2 separate regions of the Sus scrofa genome follow, and region 1 is linked to region 2. The links are chromatin contacts, called in public HiChIP or PLAC-seq maps. All regions are on one chromosome and are shown on one strand. Each heading gives the region's core, a stretch centred on a gene start, on an enhancer-like site or on the middle of the called end of the contact. The rest is flanking DNA. Distances are from core to core; before and after follow the strand shown. Region 1 has its middle 210 kb from the start of GATB. Region 2 overlaps TMEM154 (transmembrane protein 154).

What was found. HiChIP or PLAC-seq counts read pairs in DNA pulled down with a chosen protein or histone mark.
Region 1: a contact with region 2 is called in an H3K27ac HiChIP or PLAC-seq map of alveolar macrophages. The contact joins two enhancer-like sites. A contact is called at or near these places in 1 of 47 Hi-C or Micro-C datasets (embryonic fibroblasts) and 1 of 2 datasets of contacts at active chromatin or transcription factors (alveolar macrophages).

The regions. Positions count from the first base shown.
Region 1 is chr8:77,012,333-77,018,245 of Sscrofa11.1, reverse strand. No RefSeq gene overlaps it. Among named protein-coding and RNA genes, the nearest start is that of GATB, 210 kb to the left of the region's middle. Within about 2 kb of position 3,160, at least 20 of the 83 cell types and tissues checked have an H3K27ac peak or open chromatin away from gene starts, as enhancers often do. A contact at or near this core is called in alveolar macrophages and embryonic fibroblasts, where this site is marked.
Region 2 is chr8:76,375,747-76,381,515 of Sscrofa11.1, reverse strand. All of the region lies in intron 3 of TMEM154 (transmembrane protein 154), which reads right to left. It overlaps LOC110262137, which reads left to right. Exons shown (of 7, transcript XR_002346729.1): 7 at 1-1,323. Among named protein-coding and RNA genes, the nearest start is that of TMEM154, 24 kb to the right of the region's middle. Within about 2 kb of position 2,390, at least 20 of the 83 cell types and tissues checked have an H3K27ac peak or open chromatin away from gene starts, as enhancers often do. A contact at or near this core is called in alveolar macrophages and embryonic fibroblasts, where this site is marked.

The DNA of each region.
Region 1 (5,913 bases), core at 1,911-4,410, 640 kb before region 2:
GTTGCCATCCAGCCCCACCCACCCATACTGTCCCCACCCCTCAACACACACACATGTATATATACTTCTTCATGCGCTCCTTCTCTAATGTCAGGGCAGAATGACAATGAGTCCCAGGGAAACCTGAGAAATGTGTTGAAAATGGCAAAGCTTCCATGAGCCTGGGTCCCTGAACGACTATGTGGAGGGAACAAATCTGCTGACTTATTCACCTGCCCTGTACAGTTACAACATCAACAAGAAATGTATTTCTGTGGTATATGAGCCAGTATGTATTTTCTAGGTCTATTAATTATAGCGATTAACCCACCTTATCTAATCCAAGGGAAGAAATCAATGTGTCCAAATAATTCAACATTATGAGCAGAGGTATGAGAAAAAGGAAGTAGCCAAGGTTCAAAACCAGAATGATTTTGCAGCGAAAGCCTTGAACTGGGAACAGCATCTTAATCTTAAAGAGGCATAGTGGGCAAGGACATTGAAATTGCGCAAAAAAAATTCTCTTTAGTTTAAAATTATGTTTCTCAATGTGTTCATAGGTATTAGGCATCAAATTAGTTGGAATAACTTGTAAACAAAACTTTACAGATTTCTTCCTCACAGAAGTTTCCAGAGACCTTGATGTTCCACTATGTCCTGGATCAAAGCTTCTTCAAGCCTTCCAATGACTGCCCATTCTAATCATAAAAGCCAAAGTCCTTCTGTAGTTTATGAGACATTACACACCCATCTCTGCCTTTTCTTCAACCTTACCTCACGCTGTGATCAGGAGAGTTCAGACATGGAATGATTTGTTCATCACTGTAGCCCTGGCACTTAGGAAATAAACTTTGAAAGCACTTCCCATACTTGTTTAAGCGAGGAATTCTAATTTAAAGAGCATCCTGGAGACTGGTATGCGATGGGACACATTTTGAAAATGCTGGTTTAGAGAGAGCCCTAAATCTTACCCTGTAACTTCATATGGATTCAAATATACATACAAATAGAGGGAAGAAATGTAGCTCATCTTATGGGCACGGGGGATAAAGAAGTACTCTTTGCTGCTACATGGAAGAAAGACTTTGGGAGCAGCTTGACAACCAGTTTCCTAAATTGAATGGAAGATGAAGGGCTAGACTCTTCACGCCTTCCTTGCTTCTTTCCTCATCTGCCAAGATATTGATGAGGAGTGTTTTTGCCAGGTCAAAGAATTCCCACTGGGCTTAGTGGCCAAGTGTCAACAGCACTTAGCTGATTTAATCTCTGGTAATTCATCAAAGATCAGACCTGCCATTTGATGTTGAACCAATTTAGTGATTATCAGTGGCTTTGCTTATGGTGAAGCAGGGCAGGCTCCGCTTTGGTGAGCCCCTACTTTCCTTTTCCACATTTCCACAGCTTCCTCCCCTCCTCCAAAGTTGATAGGGCTCACCTTCCCCAGGCATTATCCTGCAGGGAGTTTGGCATTTGCTGAGAAGTCAAGTGAGTTTCAGCATCACTACCATCCATCGGGCACTGGCTGCTCACTCCCTCTGGGACTCTGCAGACTCTACGTCTCCACATAGCAACCCCTCGTGAGGCTGGCATCTTAAGGTCAAAGAAATGAGGGAATGGAGCAGTTAATCATGTGCAACTCCCTTCTGTTAATAAACAGTGTAAATGGGACAGAATTCATCATTTGCTTTTGGAGACACAAAGGTTAAGTGCTTCGTCCCACCCTACAAATCAAGACACTGTCAGAGCCCAGAATGGAACAGGGAGAACTGGCAGGCTCCTTTCAACCCACCCATGCCCCCTCTCCCCACAGGAGTGCTGGTTGGCTAAACTACCTCCATTGTGGGAAGTCAGCAAATGGCAGTTAAAGGAAAGCTCGAAGCACCCAGAGCAACTGATAGATGTTTGTGGTTAAAACTACGAGAGTCCAAGTAGAAACGTTCAGTCAACAGATTCCAATCTTGCCGCATTGAAAGGCAAGTCTGACTCGCTGAATTTCATTCCATCCAGACGATAAAACAAATGAGTGCCATTTAAGGTAAGGGTTTCAAAATTCTCCAATAGTATAGACTCATTTACTTTTAATTTCCAGGCTTGTTAAATAAGGCAGAATGCCATCTCATCACATCTGAAAGTAGTCTGGGCAAGATCTAAAGAAAAATATTTCCTGGACATTATTCTTTATATGACTTTGTCTTCAAGTGCCAAGGAGCAGAGAAAAATAGAAAAAACGGCACAGGATTTCTCACTGTGGCGCAGTGGGTTAAGGATCTGGTTGCTGTGGCTGTGGCATGGGTCGCAGCTGTGGCTCAGATTCAATCCCTGGCACAGGAACTTCCATGTGCTGTGGGTGTGGCCCCCCCAAAACCAAAACCAAAACCAAACAAACAACCCAAGATGGTGTTAGTTGCTGTCAGCCTCCTCCTCTACCCCTAGTTCATTTCTTTTCTAGTAAATTGGGATCTCCTGGAGGGGACAGGGCTTGGCACAAGGCAGGTGCTCAACAAATGTTTCCTCATTGGAGGATTTGATAATTAGAAATATAACCTTAAATGCCTTCCCTAAGAATAGCGGGCTGGAAGTTTTATCTTTCCTGCATAATTTTACCTGTGAGTCTTAGACGTTCCTGTTAGTAGATCCTTCAGTTGTGCATCTGAGAGTCCGCTAATGACTCTTCGGAATGACATGATAGAGTCTTATAAATTTAATAGAGAAAAAAAAACTGTTACGAATTCCTCTGGACCATTGTTTCAAATTGTATTTGCACGCAGTGTATCATATTAGCAAAACCGTGCACAGTGTTAGTGAGTTTCTGTCCATTAGTGAGAGGTCCTAGGCGAGCCACGCACCCAGAGAAGAACGGTGAAGTAAGTCGATGCTACTACAGACTTGTTTTAAGCTGCAAAGATGGAGGAAAGAATGTTCCTAGATGTGTGATTGCATGATTTATAATCCTCTCAGTCCTGAGAAGCAAATTAAAGCCTAGCAGATGGTTCTCTGAAGCCCTGTAATGCCGTTTGTCTGTAGCTATAGTTACATGTTTTAAGAGTCGGAAACATCTTAGCGAAATTGTTATTGAATTATAGAGCTTCTCCCAGACTCAGAGAGGCTTCTCCACCCAAAGGCTGCTCCACCCAGAAGCGCTGGCCAGAGAGGGGGGGTGGGTGATGCTGAGTCAGAGGCAGTGCGCCCTGCCAGCTCACTTCCTGACAAAGTATTTTCCCAGCTGCCTGAGGCCTCCCTGCCCAGGCCGGTCTTGCCTCAAGGGACAAACCTCCCAAGCAGCCTTGGTCCCATTTGATGGGAAATGGGGAGTGACAGATCCCTCTAGAAAGAACTTCTGGGAGGAGAAATGTGTTTGTTGGTTTTATTAAGAGAACCATCCCAGGCCCTGGAACAGTGTTGGCACACAGTAGGCACAGCATAAGAGTTTGTTGAGTGATGAGTGACTAAAAGATTCTGACAGTCTTGGGGGGGTGCCTCGCAATTGTTGAGAGTTCCCCATGCACGGAGGACCTGGGCCTGAGTGCTGAAGGGTGTACGTCTGCTCCTCTCTCCCCACCGGGCACTCCAGCGGGACCTTGCCTGGATTCCCAGTCGAGTTCCTCTCCCCTGATGAAGGGCCTTTTCAGCCCCCTGAGAAGGTAGTTGGCTTCTCTGTGGCTGGAGATGAGATGGCTGCTGTTGGCTGCGCCTACTCACTGGATTTGCATATTCCACGATCTGATCTGGGCTTCTGCTGTAGAGTATAACAGCCCGGTCCTGGTCCTTCCTCAAAGCCCTGCAGTCCTGAGCTATAACAAGTTCCGAGAGAAAATAAGAGTCCACGGATGCCCTGGCGCTGAAGTAATGAGGTCCTCCGAGAGCATTCGGGCTGCATCCATAACTGCACACTGGCGCTGTATCTTTACATCCTTTGGTATATGTTTCTGATTCAGGCCTCCTCGCTTGAAGCATAAAATCCCAAGCCCCAGACACTTCCACTTCTCCTTTTCCCTGGTGCTGTGCAGACGAGAGCCTTTGGTGATGACCCAGGGTCATTTTAATCAAAATAAAAGACATCTCTTATTATGATGGCTTTGCTGACAAATAATTAAGATGAATTACTAGCATCTCCTGGCCCCAGCTGCCTCATTGGTGCCCATTTGGAGTAAGCAGAGGGAGCTCATAGTCCATGCCTCAGCTCTTTAAAAGCAATTTATAACCTAACTTGCCATCCTAACTACCTGAGAAGATTTTAATCCTAAACCTGTCACCACGCATTATTTTCACCGGGTCCGACAGTTCTACATTAAAACAGTTTATAAGTAAAAGTTAACAAGGCCTAGAGAGAGTGATTTATGTTTCAGTGTGTGAAACAGTCAACATTCTTTTCCCAGGCCAAAGATAGCCCAGAGCTCTCTGTGCACCCAGAGAAGAAAATCAGCTCACAGAGATGAATGGCTCATGCCTTTGGGCAGGTGGCTGCTGTGTGGTGCTGGGCCGGGGGCCTGGGCATCACGCAAAGCTCATGCGTGTGAGGAGCAAAGTGCAGCCCTGTCTTCCCCACCCCCACCCTTTCCAGCATCACTACCCTCTGCGTCCGCGTCACTTCTCAGGTATTTGGCAGCATGAAAGAGGCATGAGCCTTTGTCCCTATAACCTACTGATGACTCAGAAAGTATCTTCGGTTCATTAAAGCCAAAGGCGAGGCGATGCAGAACTCTCCAATGTGCCGCAATGACAGATGTGGGCGGCCCGAGTCAGCAGAGGTGGGCAAGGTCTTTGTGCAGGAGACATGCCCCTCCCTCACCCCCACACATGGGGGCACCCTGACCTCCTTCCCCAGTGAGCTGATTATCACACCTTCTGAGACGCCGTCTGTTCCTACCCCAGTTGCCCTGGTTTGCCAGGGTTGCCTTCACAAAATACCGCAGGTGTGATGGCTCACTCAGCAGAAATGAACTTTCTCGCAGTTCTGGAGGCTGGAATTCCGAGAGCCAAGTGCAGCAGGTTTCGTTTCTTCTGAGGCCTCTGCTTCTCTCTGTGCTCACTCTGCGTTCCCTCCGTTCATGCACGCCCCGTGTCGTGTCGTGTGTGTCCAAATGTTTTCCGTCATTTTCTGCGTGTGTCCATCAGGTCAGATTAGGGCCCCGACTAGCAGCCTCATTTGAACTTCACTTCTTTGAGTGCCCTTTCTCCAAAGAAAATCACATTCTGAGGTATGGGGGTTAGGACTTCACTATGTCAATGCTGGGGTGAGGGCAGGCTCAAAGCCCCTAATACAAGTCATTACAAAAGCACTGTAGCTATAAATACCTTCAGAGGGAGTAGATGAAGGTTTTTCTGACTCAATATGGACAAGATAATCCCATTTCTAAGGCATAACGAGCACCCCACCTTGAAAAAGAACAGAGACATGCCATCCTGCACATGGAAGTTCCTGGGCAAGAGGTTGAATCAGAGCTGCAGCTGGGGTCTACGCCACAGCCAGGGCAATGCTGGATCTGAGCCGCATCTGTGACCCATGCTGTAGCTCTCCCTCGGCAAGGCCGGATCCTTAACCCATTGAGTGAGGCCAGGCATGGAACCCACATCTTTACAGACTAGCTGGGCTCTTAACCTGATGAGCCACCATGGGAACTCCTAGAAGTGCCCTCTTAAGGAAGCTATCCTGGCACTTACAAACAGCTTAGCAAAACAAACGCCTCCCTCCTCCACCAAAAAACCCCATTATTTCCTTTCTCGGATGCATCATGTATCAAATCTCTCGTTTTAAAGAAGGGCAACTTGTCCTTTCTGCTTTTCTTCAAGTATGTCTTTCGGATGACATCCTCTCTCTGCCATGACTGCATGCCTTTCTGGGTACCCAAGTCCTAAATGTGAACAGGGCCTAATTTAGAGTGCTCCCTCTGGGGCCGCTATGGTAGGTATTTCTCCATCCATTATTTCAAGTTA
Region 2 (5,769 bases), core at 1,141-3,640:
ATCCAAATGAAGAGGAAACCAGTGGTCAGTGGTCTCATCTTGGGACACACGGGACCAAACGCTGTGACACTGTCCCTTGGTCCCAAGTAGGATGGGGGGCGGCGGGGGCCAGGGCTGGCTGCGGGGAACTCTTGTCTCATCCTTCACACCTTTCCGGCCTCAGTGAAATCCAACTCCCCCTAAAACCCAGTTCCCCCATCAAGCTTAGGATGAATCTCTCCATCCAAAACTTCCTTCCCTTTCTTGTCCTCTCTGACCTCCATCCTGTGCTAACCAGACACGAATCCACCAGAGTTGAGTAACTACAATCGCGGTTGTTGTGAACATTGTTGATGCACTAACATTTCGGGTGTAGAAACCATCAGTAATGCACAAACTCACGTTGTTTCTCCAGGGCAAGGTGAGCTCACAGGCACCTCCAGACCAGCCCAGCCCAGCCCAGCCCTGGGTCGCCTTGCCACAGAACTGCAAACCAGGGCTCCCCAAACCACGGTGAAGAAATGTCACAGAAATGTCAGGAGCCCTTGATTAATCCCAGCCCCTTTGTTCTTTTCCTTTAACAACACCCCTGATTCAAAGACCCCGGTGGAGTGGCTCTGAAGCTTGCCATGCCCCTTGCTGGGCGCTCTGCAAGAAACCTTTACTTTGCTGCCAACTCCCCACCACCGAAACCTGGCTTCCTGTGTGGTGGACAACACAGGAGCCCTTCGTCCTGTTACATCAGCTTTTCCTCTTTCCTCAGAGATGCTTCCCTGACCACCCCCCCCCCGCCCCCCCGTCCGAAGCAGGGCCCATCTCTCTTGCTCTTTCCAAGCTCAGCTCCTTGCTTGCTTGCTCCTTCACAGCATCTGCCACACTTCATCATTGAGCAGTTCCTCTGTTCAATTCTCTCTCTCTTTTTTTTTTTTTTTTTTTGCTTTTTGGGGCCACACCTGAAGCATATGGAAGTTCCCAGGGCAGGGGTCAAATCGGAGCTGCTGCTGCTGGCCTACACCACAGCCACGGCAATGCCAGATCTGAGCCACATCTGCAACCTACCACAGCTCACGGCAATGCCAGATCCTTAACCCGCTGAGGGAGCCGGGCCAGGGATCAAACCCACATCCTGATGGATACTAGTCGGGTTCATTTCCACTGCGTCACAACGGGAACTCCATGTTCAATTCTCTTTTGTCTGTCTCTCCCACTTGACCGTAGTTCCCCAAGCCCTGCGATCCATCTGCCTTGCTCATTGTGACATACCCACCTCCCCATCCAGCTTGCACAGTCCCCAATAACACTGTGTAAATATTTATGGAATAAATGAACAGGTCTTCATCTGCATTGTCCAGCCCTGGGGTTCAATTCATGTTCGAGGTTTTGGGTTTAGCATTCTCAGAATACAGAAACTTCCAACAAGCCTGCTTTTTGTTGCTGTTAATTGAGATGAGTCAGGTAACAGTTTTGCAGAATGACTCCAAAGCTGAGCAGACCCCAGATGAACATGTGGCAAGCATCAGAGCTCAGGGCCCTAGCTCAAGCTCTGTTTTGTTTGGCAGGGAAACCAAGGCACCCAGAGAAACGAGGCAGTGATGGCCTATGAGTGGACACCACGGCCCCACTGCACATTTTAGGATGTGGAAACCACATAGCAACAAACACTTTGCAGGGATCCACTGAATGGTCAGATTGACCTGATCCTTGGCCATCAGAAGCCTCCTTTGTCTGAAGGGCAGAAAGGCAGGTCCCCAGCGAGGGAACACAACCAGCAGGCACCTGGAATAGAGTTCCTGGCAGCCCAGAGCCGCTGTAATTTCCTGTGGCTTGGCATGCTTTAACGGCACTGCTCATCCAGGAAGGCTGGGCACTGCTGCCAATTTCATGCCATCACTGCTTCCCTTCCAGTGGCTGTGGGTTACCTCCTCAAGCCCCACTCCACCCCTGAAGCTGAAGCTTCCTGCAGATACCTGACTCCTCAGGGCACCCAGATTGGGGAAAGGGGAGAGTGTTTACCTTCCTTTACTTACAGACATTCATTTTTCATCTAAAAACTGACCGGCTATTTCCTTAAGGGATTTTACTCTAAATAAAGCCCCTATACAACCAAACCTCCCTTACAGGTGACCCATAGAAATCCTGTTTTGTCATTCCAGCCTTCTCCTCTCCTTCTTTCCCTGTTTAATAACCCCTTCCTAAATTCTCACTAAACAAATGGCCCCACAGCCCCACGGTGGATTTATCTTGCTAATCTGGGTGCTGTCAGGCTTCCCGGGGAGCAAAAGCTAGCCCTGCATGCAGAGGATGGAGAAGTTTAAAAGCCCATTACACAAGTGCTCCACATGTGAAGCTCTTGTAATCAGTATTCACACAGAGCAAAAAGCCTCCTGCGGCCTCGGCTCCCCTGCTCCACCGCCCTTACCCCTGCCCCGCCGCCATGGCAACCGGACAACATCTGGGAGAGCGCAACGCCGCGCAGCACTAAACCCGGAGCGAGACCAATTACTTGTCCTCTTCGATCCCGCCCTGCCCGCTCCACTCCACCTGCCTTGTCTCTTCATTAATAGCCACCTCCTCGCTCTGCACCAGGAGGCAGAGGCAACTCTCACACAACCCTCCGCCTGCCCTTGACGCCCTCTTCCCTCCCCCAGCCCTGCCAGTTCCTGTCCTGCTCCTCCTCAGTTCCCAAGTTACACCCACTTAGCCTGAAGAGGCCCCCCCTCCAGGCTCCCCTCCTCCGTGCTACAGATGGTGGAACTGCGCGGCAGGGGATGGGGCGGGAGCCCAGCAGGAGACCTGCTGGCTTATCAGGTTTCTCTGCCAAAGAGTGAGCCAGAGTGGAGACACAGCCCAGCCAGGTGTCCTGGAGACACAGCCTGTTTAAAGGGATGCTTCCCTGCCAGCTGTTTCCCCTGCAGCCCATCCAGACACCTGATACCTGTTAAAGAATAACTGCAGATGTGAGCCTCCAAGCCTGGGGAGAATGACAGAGTTCAAGTCACTCTACAGCCTTCCTTTTTCCTGGATGTGGAATGGACAGGCCTAAAGGAAAATGTGAATTTCCAAGCAGGTGAAGTGTTCTTTCTACACATGTGGGCCAAGTGCTCCCCAGTTGTCGAATTTAAAGACATTTCCTGGTGTGGAAGAATATTCCTGATCGATAATATCCAGGCCCTGCCACAAGACACTCCTCTGGGAACTTTCCAAGAAAGATGCTGGCCTGACCCAGTATGACAGTTTTATTTTCCTGGGAAAAATATTTAAATCAAATTCCGTTTATTTAAATACTCTCTCTCTCTCTTGCTTTTTAGGGCCACACAGGCGGCATATGGAAGTTCTCAGGCTAGGGGTCCAATCGGAGCTGCAGCTGCCGGCCTACACCACAGCCACAGCAACATGGGATCCAAGTCACATCAGTGACCTACACCACAGCTCACAGCATTGCCGGATCCTTAACCCACTGAGCGAGGCCAGGGATGGAACCCTTCTCCTCTTGGCCACTGCTCAGGTTCATTACCACTGAGCCAGGATGGGAACTCTTTAAATATTCTCTTTCTATTGACTTGCTTTATCATGTTAAATATGAGTGAGCAAACCTCAAAGGACAGTGGTTGTCAACCTTTTAGTTGTCAATTTGTCTGAAGAGAGATTCGTGTGTTAATCAGTTAAGCATCTGTATCTGTATCAAAGGAGTGGCTAGCAACAGAAAATATTCGCAGAAAGATTTCTTTACCAAGTGCTTTGGTGATTAGCAATGGCTTTGAAATGCTAAGTTTTCCATTTGTGTTTTCTTAAAGTGAGGCATATTTAAGTTAAAAGCAATGTGCTAATCTGTATTAAGGGAAATGGGTGAGGTGATTTTTACTGAATTAGTACTCTGTTTAAAAAGTTCTAAAATTCCCTCATCAGCTCATTCCTTTGACAAACGTGTATTGAGCAGCTAATGTAGGTGTTGGGTTAGGCACTCTGTGAGATAAAAGGATAAGGAGTTCCCTGGTGGCCTGACTGTTAAGGATCCGGCATTATTATTGCTGTGGTGCAGGTTCAATCCCTGGCCCAGGAACTTCCAAATGCCCAGGGCAGGATAACAACAACAAAAGGATAATAATAATTGGCTAACACAGAAAATATACTGGGTACTGTTTTCTCTAAGTGCTTAACATTGATGAATCCACTTGTCATAACAACTCTATAAGGTAGGTACTGAATTTGCCCATTTTACAGATGAGGAGCCATAGATCACAAAGTTAGGAAAGGCAAAAGCCAACTAGGCAGAGCATACCAGAGTCTTTCCTCACAACCTTTCTGCCATGCAATTAGATAAGAGAAATAAGCCAAGTTCATGGTTCTCATGGTCCTTAAAGAGAACATAACCTCGTAAGAAAAGGAAGTAAAAAAAAGGGAAGTCATGGAGTTCCCACCATGGCTCAGCCATAACAAATACCACTAGAATCCATGAGGATGTGGGTTCAATCCCTGGCCTCGTTCAGTGGGTTAAGGATCCGGCGTTGCCGTGAGCTGTGGTGTAGGTCGCAGACGCCACTTGGATCTGGTGTTGCTGTGGCTGTGGTGTAGGCCGGCAGTTGCAGCTCCGATTCAACCCCTAGCCTGGGAACTTCCATATGCCACAGGTGCACCCCTAAAAAGAAAGAGAAAAGAAAAAGGGAAGTCACCAACTTGTGCCAGTGTAACTAAACAATCAGTTTGAGCACAGTCAAGAGGCAGTGAGTAAAATTTGGCATGGGGTGTGATTACTCAAGTCTTCATAAAATTATTAGAACTGGGCATGGAAGAACAGGGTGGCAGCTTACCAAGCAACCAAGAAGGTAATTCCAGGCAAAAGAAATAAGCATAGCATGGAAAGGGAACAGCAAATACTACACCAGCCGTGTCTGGGGATGAGGCCAGTTCTCGCTTATGAATGGCTTTTGAATTTTGAGATGCTTGAAATAAAGTTCAATGAAGAATCCCTTTCTGGATTTGGAGCCTCAGACCATAACCATATGACTAGTCAACCCCAACCTCCCCCCCTCCCGCCCCCAACCCTCATAACTCCATTAGGGAAGACCAACTATAGGCTGTGGTTTGGGCAGGAAATTCTTACTTTCCCTACTTAAAAACAAAAACAAACAGAGTTCCGATTGTGGCGCAGTGGAAAAGAATCTGACTAGTATCCATGAGGACACAGGTTCAATCGCTGGCCTCCCTCAGGGGTTAAGGATCCAGCGTTGCAGTGAGCTGTGGTGTAGGTCGCAGACTTGGCTCGGACCCTGAGGTGCTGTAACTGTGGCTCCAGTTGGACCCCTAACCTGGGAATTTCCATATGCTGCAGTTGCAGCCCTAAAAAGCAAAAAAATAAAATAAAAACATTTTTTAAAGAAGTCAGGCAGCTCTGCTTTTGCTTTTTGCTCAAGCTTACAAAGGAGCTTCCACGTGACCGCTGTCATTAGGTCACCGTGAAATTGCAAACAGTGGAGAAACATGTGGTTTCCTACTTTCTTGGAATCTATTACACCAGCCCCCGCCAGGAAAGGCGATGCACGTCACTGCCTCTTTTCCCAGCGCACATTTGCCCTACCTGCTGGCATAATGGAAAACGACTGTTTACAGCTGCAGGAGAGCTTAGAAGCAAGGACAGTGAGGGGCCCACAGGCCCGGGATTTTCTGATCTCCAAGCCGGAGGTGCCCTGTTTCTGGCTGTGAAGGACACAGACTGCATTTTGTATGCACATATAAATATGTTTCTTATCACCCCTGAGTGATTTGGGGAAGGTATAAAAAAAGGCTTCAACT